Regions from separate parts of the Mus musculus genome. Here regions 1 and 3 are each linked to region 2. Evidence: chromatin contacts called from public HiChIP or PLAC-seq data. All regions are on one chromosome and are shown on one strand. The core of a region is the stretch at or near the end of the contact, and the rest is flanking DNA. Distances in the headings are between cores, read along the strand shown.

The links. HiChIP or PLAC-seq counts read pairs in DNA pulled down with a chosen protein or histone mark.
Region 1: a contact with region 2 is called in a FOXA1 HiChIP or PLAC-seq map of pancreatic cancer cells. The contact joins two enhancer-like sites. A contact is called at or near these places in 1 of 115 datasets of contacts at active chromatin or transcription factors (pancreatic cancer cells) and 1 of 9 other capture datasets (liver).
Region 3: a contact with region 2 is called in a FOXA1 HiChIP or PLAC-seq map of pancreatic cancer cells. The contact joins two enhancer-like sites. A contact is called at or near these places in 1 of 115 datasets of contacts at active chromatin or transcription factors (pancreatic cancer cells) and 1 of 9 other capture datasets (liver).

Annotation. Positions count from the first base shown.
Region 1 is chr3:152,154,176-152,157,219 of GRCm38.p6, reverse strand. All of the region lies in intron 1 of Gipc2 (GIPC PDZ domain containing family, member 2), which reads left to right. Among named protein-coding and RNA genes, the nearest start is that of Gipc2, 10 kb to the left of the region's middle. Within about 2 kb of position 1,484, at least 43 of the 459 cell types and tissues checked have an H3K27ac peak or open chromatin away from gene starts, as enhancers often do. A contact at or near this core is called in pancreatic cancer cells, where this site is marked.
Region 2 is chr3:152,511,377-152,514,144 of GRCm38.p6, reverse strand. All of the region lies in intron 8 of Ak5 (adenylate kinase 5), which reads left to right. Among named protein-coding and RNA genes, the nearest start is that of 3110067G11Rik, 23 kb to the right of the region's middle. Within about 2 kb of position 1,419, at least 45 of the 459 cell types and tissues checked have an H3K27ac peak or open chromatin away from gene starts, as enhancers often do. A contact at or near this core is called in pancreatic cancer cells, where this site is marked.
Region 3 is chr3:152,129,707-152,132,709 of GRCm38.p6, reverse strand. All of the region lies in intron 2 of Gipc2 (GIPC PDZ domain containing family, member 2), which reads left to right. Among named protein-coding and RNA genes, the nearest start is that of Gm40179, 24 kb to the right of the region's middle. Within about 2 kb of position 1,524, at least 11 of the 459 cell types and tissues checked have an H3K27ac peak or open chromatin away from gene starts, as enhancers often do. A contact at or near this core is called in pancreatic cancer cells, where this site is marked.

The DNA of each region.
Region 1 (3,044 bases), core at 235-2,734, 360 kb after region 2:
GACTTTTATTCACTGAGCCATATCCCACCCCTTGCTCCCATATTCTAAGCTTACCACTCTCGTCTCTTCTTTATAGCGGAACTCCGTTGGGGCTGCTATCTCTACTGGGAATTAGTCAGCGTCTCATCCTGTGCTCCAAACCCTCCATGGCTTCTCATCTCATGTGGTCATCGTTCTTTCTGCCCCAGCCAGGCTGGCTCTATGGCTGTTTCTTGTGTGCAGGAAGGAGGTCCCTGGCTGTTGTCTTGGACGGGCTTCTTCTGGCAAATGTCCTCTTGGCAAGGCTGACCTGATCATCCCCTCAGAATGTTCAGCACCCTAAACACTCTCTTGCTTAACTTTCCTCCGCTGCCTTCTACTGTCCTAACTGCATGACGTTACTGCCTGTCCTGCGCCCCCCCCCCCCCACCCCATAGAGAAAAACCTCCCCAAGGGCTACAACTTGAGTCTTGTTTGTTTACTGGTGCAAGTCTGAGGGCCTAAAAGCTGTGTGACCTGGGACATCCTTGGGAACTCTGATTTGCTTCCCGTGTGTTTTGAGTCAGGTGCTGTGCAGCCTAAGCTCTCCTCACACACAGGAATCCTTTTTCCTCAGTTTTGTGATGGTTGTGGTTACAGTTTATGTTACGCTGGGGACTGGGGAGGGCAAGCACACTGCCAACTGAACTATATCCCCTGCTCTGTCCCTGTATCTGTGGTTTTATGTTTTTTATTAAAGTGTATTTGCTGAACAAAAGGAAAAGAATCCTCACAAATTTAGTATTTATAATTCTGCATCATTGGCATTAAATCTTTAGATTAATATAGATATTAACTTTTTATATTAACTTTAACTTAATGGAGATATTAACTTTTTATATTGTATGGAGGAGTGACTGCTCTCAGTCAGGAAAATGAGGAACATCATGTCTTTAACATTTTCTCTTTATTTTCAATCCAACTCAGTTTCGTGTGTGCAAGCATGTGTGTGTGTGTGTGTGTGTGTGTGTAGCATATAAGCTTGCAGGTGCACACATACCTTTCTGTGTAAGTGCAGGGGTGGAGGCAGATGTTGGGTGTTTTATTGCTTTCTAGCTCTTGTCTTGAGACACAGTCTCTCACTAGGCTGGAAGCTTGCCTTTTTGGCTAGGCCAACTGGCTACCAGGATCTCGCTTCCAGGGTCTGCTTGCCTCCACTCCCTAGTAGTAGTCTTACAAGCATACATAGCAAAGTCCGAATGGGGATTCAAATTCAAGTTTTCATGCTGGCACAGTTCCCTTTAACATAAAAAACATTTTGTCTGTGTTTAAGGTGTGAAACAGCATTTAATATATATTTATATAATTTGATATATTGTATTTAATATATACAATTACTGCAGTCAAGCTAATTAGCATACCCGTCTTACAAATGGTGACATTTGCAGCTGTTTGCAAACAAAGCCACTTCCTAGTGAGTCACAGCATGAGCTGCCTTATGAGGCTTCTCAGAAGCATCTTCCCTTCCCGACTCCTTGGCACCGGTGCCAAGCTCCTGTGGGAATCAGTACCGTGTGCTTCTGCCGCAGTTCTGGGGAACATAAAATGTTCTTCAGTCTTTCGCATTTCCCAGAGACACAGATAACGGACAGGCGGATCCACTGTCAACCTGGCTCACACACGTGAGCTCCAGGAAGACGGGGATGGGATTTACAGACCTGTGTGGAGCTCCCACACCCAGCCACAGAATGCCACAAGGGTGGGGGATTGGGAATTTGGAGTCAGTGCTACTATTGATTTCTGAGGACAACGAAGTAAGCCCAGCAGAGTGTGAGGGAGAAGCAGGGCTGATGCCTAGGAGGTAGGCTGGTACTTGAGGTAACCTTGGCAGCCTGCTCTTGTGCAGAAACAGAGTGGAGATGTCAGTCAGGTAAAGGTTGTAGAATATCAACAGCTTTTCTTAGGTGTATGGTTGTAGGATTGGCCCTATTTCCTGAACAAGCACAGGGCAAACCTGTGCTTTGATGGTCTTGCCCCAGATCACTATTCACTAAACCTAAGTCCTTCCTTCCTTCCTTCCTTCCTTCCTTCCTTCCTTCCTTCCTTCCTTCCTCCCTCCCTCCCTCCCTCCCTCCCTTCCTTCCTTCCTTCCTTCCTTCTTTCCTCTCTCTCTCTCTCTCTCTCTCTCTCTCTCTCTCTCTCTCTCTCCCCTCCTTCATTTCCATCTGCTTCTAATTTAAGTTTTTTATTTACTCTTTGACAATGCTTATGCACGTTGTGTATTTTGGTCAGATTCTCCTCCCCTTATCCTGTGGTTGTGAGCTGCCTAAAGCAGGGTCTAGAAATCAGAGTCCTCTTCAAGAGCAGCAAGTGTCCTTGACCTCTGAGCCATCTCTCCTGTAACCCTCCTCCATATGGGCTCACAGGAATGAAGTCGGTTCTGCATGCTTGCATGGCAAGTGCTTTACTGTCTGAGCTGTCTCTCCAGACCTCCACGCCCATCCTTTTAGCAAGTCACCAAGACCCCAGCCCTCCCCTGGGAATGCAGTCTCAGCAGTGTCCTCATTTATTATACAGAGGACTTTGGGGCATAAGTCCTGGTGGCCTCTGGATGTGCTTCACTGATGGTTGTCAGTGCTGGGTTGTTGATGTGTGTGTGCTACGCACACTCCACCTATCTTCCGTTCTACTCTTCCAGTTCCATGATTTTTTTTCAATCTTCAAGGTTCCTAGTTACTTCTAAACCTACTCTTCCAGCCAAGAGGTTTCTCATCTTCCTGCTGTCTCCCGAGTCTTCCTCTGTGGCTGCTACGCTCATCACATCTTTTGAGAATCCTCTGTTTACACTTCAGATCTTTCAGTTAGGGTCTCCTGTGTGTTGAGTTGGCTATATGTAGATTAAGATGGCTCTTGAATTTCTCATCACCTTGGCTCCACCTCCTAGGGGCTGAGGTTACAAGTGTGTCACCACGCCCAGGTCATGTGGTTCGAGAGCCCAGGGTCTTGTGCTTGTTAGACAGGTCACCGACTGAGTCAGATCTCCACCCCCACATTTTATAGTTTTTTAAGCATTTCATTCTACTGTG
Region 2 (2,768 bases), core at 170-2,669:
CGGTGAGCCATCAACACAGAAGGCAGGGAGCAGCTGCCACTCGGGAATGTGTACAGAGAAGCGGCTAAAGTGTTGAGCTGGATCAGCAAGGGCTTAGGGGCTGGGCATGGTGGCACACGCTTGTATAATTACAGTTCCAACACTCAGGAGGCAGATAGAGGCGGAAGGATCAAGAGTTCAAGGCTAGCGTAGGCTGTACAATGAGACCTTGTCTTCACAAATGAGGGAAGGCTTAGAGAACCAATCTGAGCCATGCTAGCCAGCAAGTCCTCAGCTGGAAAATGAAGTGAGCATGCAGACTGCGTAGGATAGATGAGTTCTGCAGAACAGACAGGGACCACGGGTGTCAGCAACTGCAGATCGGACAGGGACCACGGGTGTGTGTGCTTGCAAAACCTACAAACCTTCATTTATCCTTGTTCTTTTATTTTCTTCCTGTTATATTCTGAATATTTAAAATTAGAAGCATCGACACATTAATCTTTACATCAACTAGAGACACATACATTGGTTTCTGCAGTCAACGCCCACACAGCCCCTTGGCCCAGAATGTCTGTGCAGTACACAGCTGTGGCGCTGTATGGGGGCAGCCATGCCTAAAGGGCAGGCCTTGGTCTCTAGTCTGGAAAAGGGAAGTCTTCTCTCTTCCTTAGTGACCCTGCTTTTCACTGGCAGCGTCCTCACTTCTGAAGCTTCAGTCCGCACAGGCTCTGTCTTCTCTGAACATTTTCCTCTCTCCCCTCCATGGTGTGTCTTTGTTGTCTAAGTGCTGCCTGTGGGAGACTTGTAGACATGGGAAGGAGCATGTGGCTTCTTGGTTTTGCACCTGTGGGTGTTTTAGTTGAGTGTGCACTGCTCCTGGTGATGTGATTGAGCCTTTTAAATAGTCCCAAAACACACTTAACCCAAAGGCTTTTCAAAAGACAGTGAATGTTTTTCTTTACTGCCTGAGGAGTTTCGTGCTGCCATCTTAAGAGAAAGAGGTCCTCTAAAAGCTGGCTTCCCAGCCCAGCTCACGGCCAGGAGTACACAACTAGGGGTGGTCACACTGCAAAGCATGCTGCGAGATGACTTCTGTGTTGTCCTGTGCTACCCAATATATATATATATATATTGGATGGATGGATGAATAGATAGATAGATAGATAGATAGATAGATAGATAGATAGACAGACAGACAGATAGACAGAAAGATAGATAGCAGAGTGGAAAAATAAAGGGCAACTTGTCCTTGGGCTGAGGGATTTTCAAATATCATTTCAAAAATGGAAGCTGGGATTCTGTTAACTATTGCTGTAACACTGCCTAGAACTTTGGGACTTAAGCCAGCATCTTCTGGTGATTTCTCCATATGAGGTTTGGACACTAGCTTGGCTGAGCAGGTCCTCTGGAATCTACAGGGTTGGTTGTTCTTGGCTGGCTTCCCCATTTACAGTGTGTTGTGGTCTGACTCACGTGTCAGTCTTGCAAAGAAGCCACGACACTACTGAGTGATTTCCTGGAGGAAAATGTGAACAAGTCCAAATGGAGCACTCACCACAGACCAAAGAAACCATCCCAGACAAGTCTAGTTTCATGAACCAAGAAAGTTGAGGGGTTCCTTAAAAGAGTGTGGAGACTCAGCAGCTGCACCCTTGGAGTTCTCTGTACAACGTCCAGGCCGTGCCACTGGAGAGTCTCCTTTGGCTGAGAATAGGGGTTCGCAGATATCATTGACATCAACAGTCAGTTGACTACCATTACCAAGAATTACTCTCTAGAACCTGGAGGCCTTATCCAATCCATTGAAGGTTACCCCAAAAAGATGAAGTCCTATGGACCATGTCCGGTGCCACCTCCATCTCTAGACTCACAACTGTGAGTGTCAGGCTTGCCTCTCCAACCCCTTCAATAGCATAAGCCATTTTCTTACATGAACCCCAGGTAAACACGTGAATATGGACATTGGAGTAAACAGGCAAGTCTGTTTCTCTACTTGTTCCTATCTGGTATCTACTTGTACCTATCTGGTATGATACCTATCTGGTATCTACTTGTACCTATCTGGTACGGGTGGCCAGCAGCTAGCGAGGCAGGGACCAGCCTGTCTGGGATGGTGCAGCACCGTGACTCAGACTTCCCTCCACATGTCCTCTGAAGCCCATGCAGGCAAGCTCAGTCTGCCCTGCAGCACTGGTGGGAGAAGGACGGAGGAAACAGAGCACATGAGGCTGCTGACTACTGTCTGGGAGCTAGTGCAACCTCTCCCCAGCTTCATTCTGTTGACTGAGCATTGAATCACAGAATTGACAGTTGGTCAAGAGTAAGGACAGTGTTCACCATGGCTCCAGTGTGAGGCTCAGTGGGAGGGGATAAGAACGTGAGACCGTGGCTGCCTCTGTGGTGCCATGCAGAGTTTGGTACTATAGAACAGCAAAACAGATGCCAAAACTTTATAAAGCCAGACATGGTAACACATGACTCTAATTCCACTATTCAGGAGGCAAGGCAGGAAACTCATGGGTGTGAAGCCAGCCTGGGCTGTGAAATGGGTTCTCAGCCGACCTTAGCTATATAGGAAGATCCGATGTCCAAAACACAAGAGTTGGGTTTGAAGCTTAGTGATAGAATACTTGCCAAGTGTGTTCAAGGCTCTGGTTTTGACCACTAGACACACCACACATGTACAAACACATAGTACATATGCACACACACATATACCACATAGACTCATACTATACACACACACACCACATAAACTCACACTATACACACACTATACACAGACA
Region 3 (3,003 bases), core at 275-2,774, 380 kb after region 2:
GTACTTGTAGTGCACGAACCTCTGTGCATGCCTGGTGCCTGCAGAGGCTAGAAGGGGTGTCAGATCACCTGATCTGGAATAAAGATGGCTGTAAGTGCCATGTGGGAATTGCACCTGGGTCCTCTGCAAGAGCAGCCAATGCTTTTAACGTCGGAGCCATCTCTTCAGTCCCTAATCTGTTACTTTCTGATGTGTCCTTTTTTTAAAAAAATTAGGTATTTTCTTCATTTATATTTCCAATGCTATCCCAAAAGTCCCCTCTATCCTACCCCCCATTCCCCTCCCCCCCCTCCCACTTCTTGGCCCTGGCGTTCCCCTGTACTGGGGCATATAAAGTTTGCAAGACCAATGGGCCTCTTTCCAATGATGACTGACTAGGCCATCTTCTGATACATATGCAGCTAGAGACACGAGCTCTGGGGGGTACTGGTTAGTTCATATTGTTGTTTCTGATGTGTTCTTATATTGAAAGACAGGATATACTCTCTGGAGCAGGGAAATTATCCAAGTGCTGAAAATTACTCAGGGGACCACTTTGGAAGGGCCAAGACGAGAGGAAAAAGTTCTTTAGATTCTTTAGTGAATATAGAATAGTATAATTCTATATATACTAGTAAATAATGCATGTCTTTCATTTTTCTTGATTCTTTGGACCAGATAATACCCTGAGCAGTATTATTAAACTCTGTTCAGATACTGTGTGATTGTTAAAACACATTGTATTTCAGAAGTTTATATTCATTAACATCTCATTTAAATAAAAAAGGGTTCCCAAGTGTATAGGTGTATGTGGAGGCCATAGGTCAATGTCAGGTGGTGTCCCTCAGGAGCTATCTACTGTCTTTTCAGAGACAGGATCTCTCACTGGGATCTGGGCAAGTTCCAGGAGTCCTCTTGCTTCAGCCTCTCCAAGCTGGGATTAGACACACACACACACCACTCCTGGACTTTATATACCCATGCTTGCAGACATAGCCAACACTTGCGCTGACCGAGATATTGCTCATTCTTACTTGTTCTTTCCTTTCCTTTCCTTTCCTTTCCTTTCCTTTCCTTTCCTTTCCTTTCCTTTCCTTTCCTTTCCTTTCCTTTCCTTTCCTTTCCTTTCCTTCCCTTCCCTTCCCTTCCCTTCCCTTCCCTTCCCTTCCCTTCCCTTCCCTTCTCTTCTCTTTTCTTCTTTCTTTCCTTCCTTCCTTCCTTCCTTCCTTCCTTCCTTCCTTCCTTCCTTCTCTCTTTCTTTCGTCAGCTTTATACAAGCTAGAGTTATCTGGGAAGAGGAACCTATGCTGAGAAAGTGCCTCCATCAGATGCCTATAGACCAGTGGCCTTTAGTCCAGTTACTCCTGTTGTGGTGACTCCCAAACCTAAAATTATTTTATTGCTGCTTCGAAACTGTAGTGTTGCTATTGTTATGAATCATAATGTAAATATCTGTGCTTTCCAATGGTCTTAGGTGACCCCTGTGAAAGGGCCATTCAGCTCCAAAGGTCTGGGATTCATAGGTTGAGAGCTACTGCCATAGGCAGGCCTTTGGGGCATATTCTTGATTAATGATTGATGAAGGAGTGCTAGCTCGCTGAGTGCACTGCCATTCCTGAGCAGAGGGCCTTAGGTTTTCTAAGGGAGCAGGCTGAGAAAGCCGGGAGGAGCAATCCAGGAAGCAGCATCCGTCCATGGTCTCTGTGTCACTTCCTGACTCCTGGTTCTTGCCTTAAGTTCCTACCTTGGCTTCCCTCAAAGGGACCTAGGAAATCTAAGCCAAATAAACCCTTTCTTTCTAATTGCTGTTCTTTGTTTTCTGTTTTGGTGTCTGTGTGTGTGTGTGTGTGTGTGTGTGTGTGTGTGTGTGTGAGAGAGAGAGAGAGAGAGAGAGAGAGAGAGAGAGTTTCTTTATATAATCCTGTCTGTCCTGAACTAATTATGCAGACTAGGTTGCCTCAAACTCACAGAGATCTTCCTGCCTCTGCCTCCAAAACATTGAGATTAAAGACATGCCCCGCCATTCCCAGCCCTGGTGATGGTGTTTCATCATAACTACAGAACCCTAATGGACACACCCACTTCCTCAGTTTTTATTCCGTTGGCTCAGGAGTCCGGGGCTCAGGTCAGACGTAAATTAGCCAGTGTTATGCTCTCACACACAGAGCATCCTTGGGTGCTCTTCTCCTGGTTTTACCTTTCTGGTTTCCTGTTTCTGCTCCACGTCTGTGGCCCACAGGTGCTCTGACTCTCTCTCCTGCTGCTGTCCGACTTCTGGTGCCTGCCTTTCTCCTTCTGGCCTGGGCGCTCTCTGGTGACCTTTCTATCATCTCACAGCTTGGGTGATAGCGTCTCATTGTTAATCTGACCTTTAATTCACAGGTAAGAGTCATGCATCACTTCTAAGTCTTTTACATGATTAAGCTTATGTATTGCCTTATTTTAAATAAATTTATAACACATATTAAAAAACACCAAAAGATATATATGAGAACACTGCAATTTGTTTTTGTAATTAATCAAGAGAAAAAAATAGGCTTCAGGTGAATTAAGACATCAATTAAGATTAAAAAAATTCAAAATTAAATGCAGATTCTCAAATCCCTTATTGGGTTAAAAATGGTTATCTAACAGTGTATTTTATAAGTTTTTTTTCTCCTTTAGATGTCAATCTTTTGTTTAACTTTGTTATTTTCTGCCACAGTTTAGAAACTAGATTTTTAAGTGGTATGCTATTGATTCTCTTCAGAATTCTCGGTGCCATCTAATGGATTTTAGACCTCATAGTGAAACTGCATTACAGGCACACTGTAGAGAATTAAGCTTTAATAAACTTTAATAAACTGGCACAGGCTCCCCTTATTTAGGAGCCAGATGCAGGGGTATTGTAAGTTGCAGGCTAGCCTGGGCTACTTAGAGAGACTGTGTCTCTAAAAACCTAAATCCAACAAAACAGGCTGTTAAGATGACACAGTGGGTAAAGATGCTTGCTGCAAAGCCTGACAATCTGAGTTAGGTCCTCAG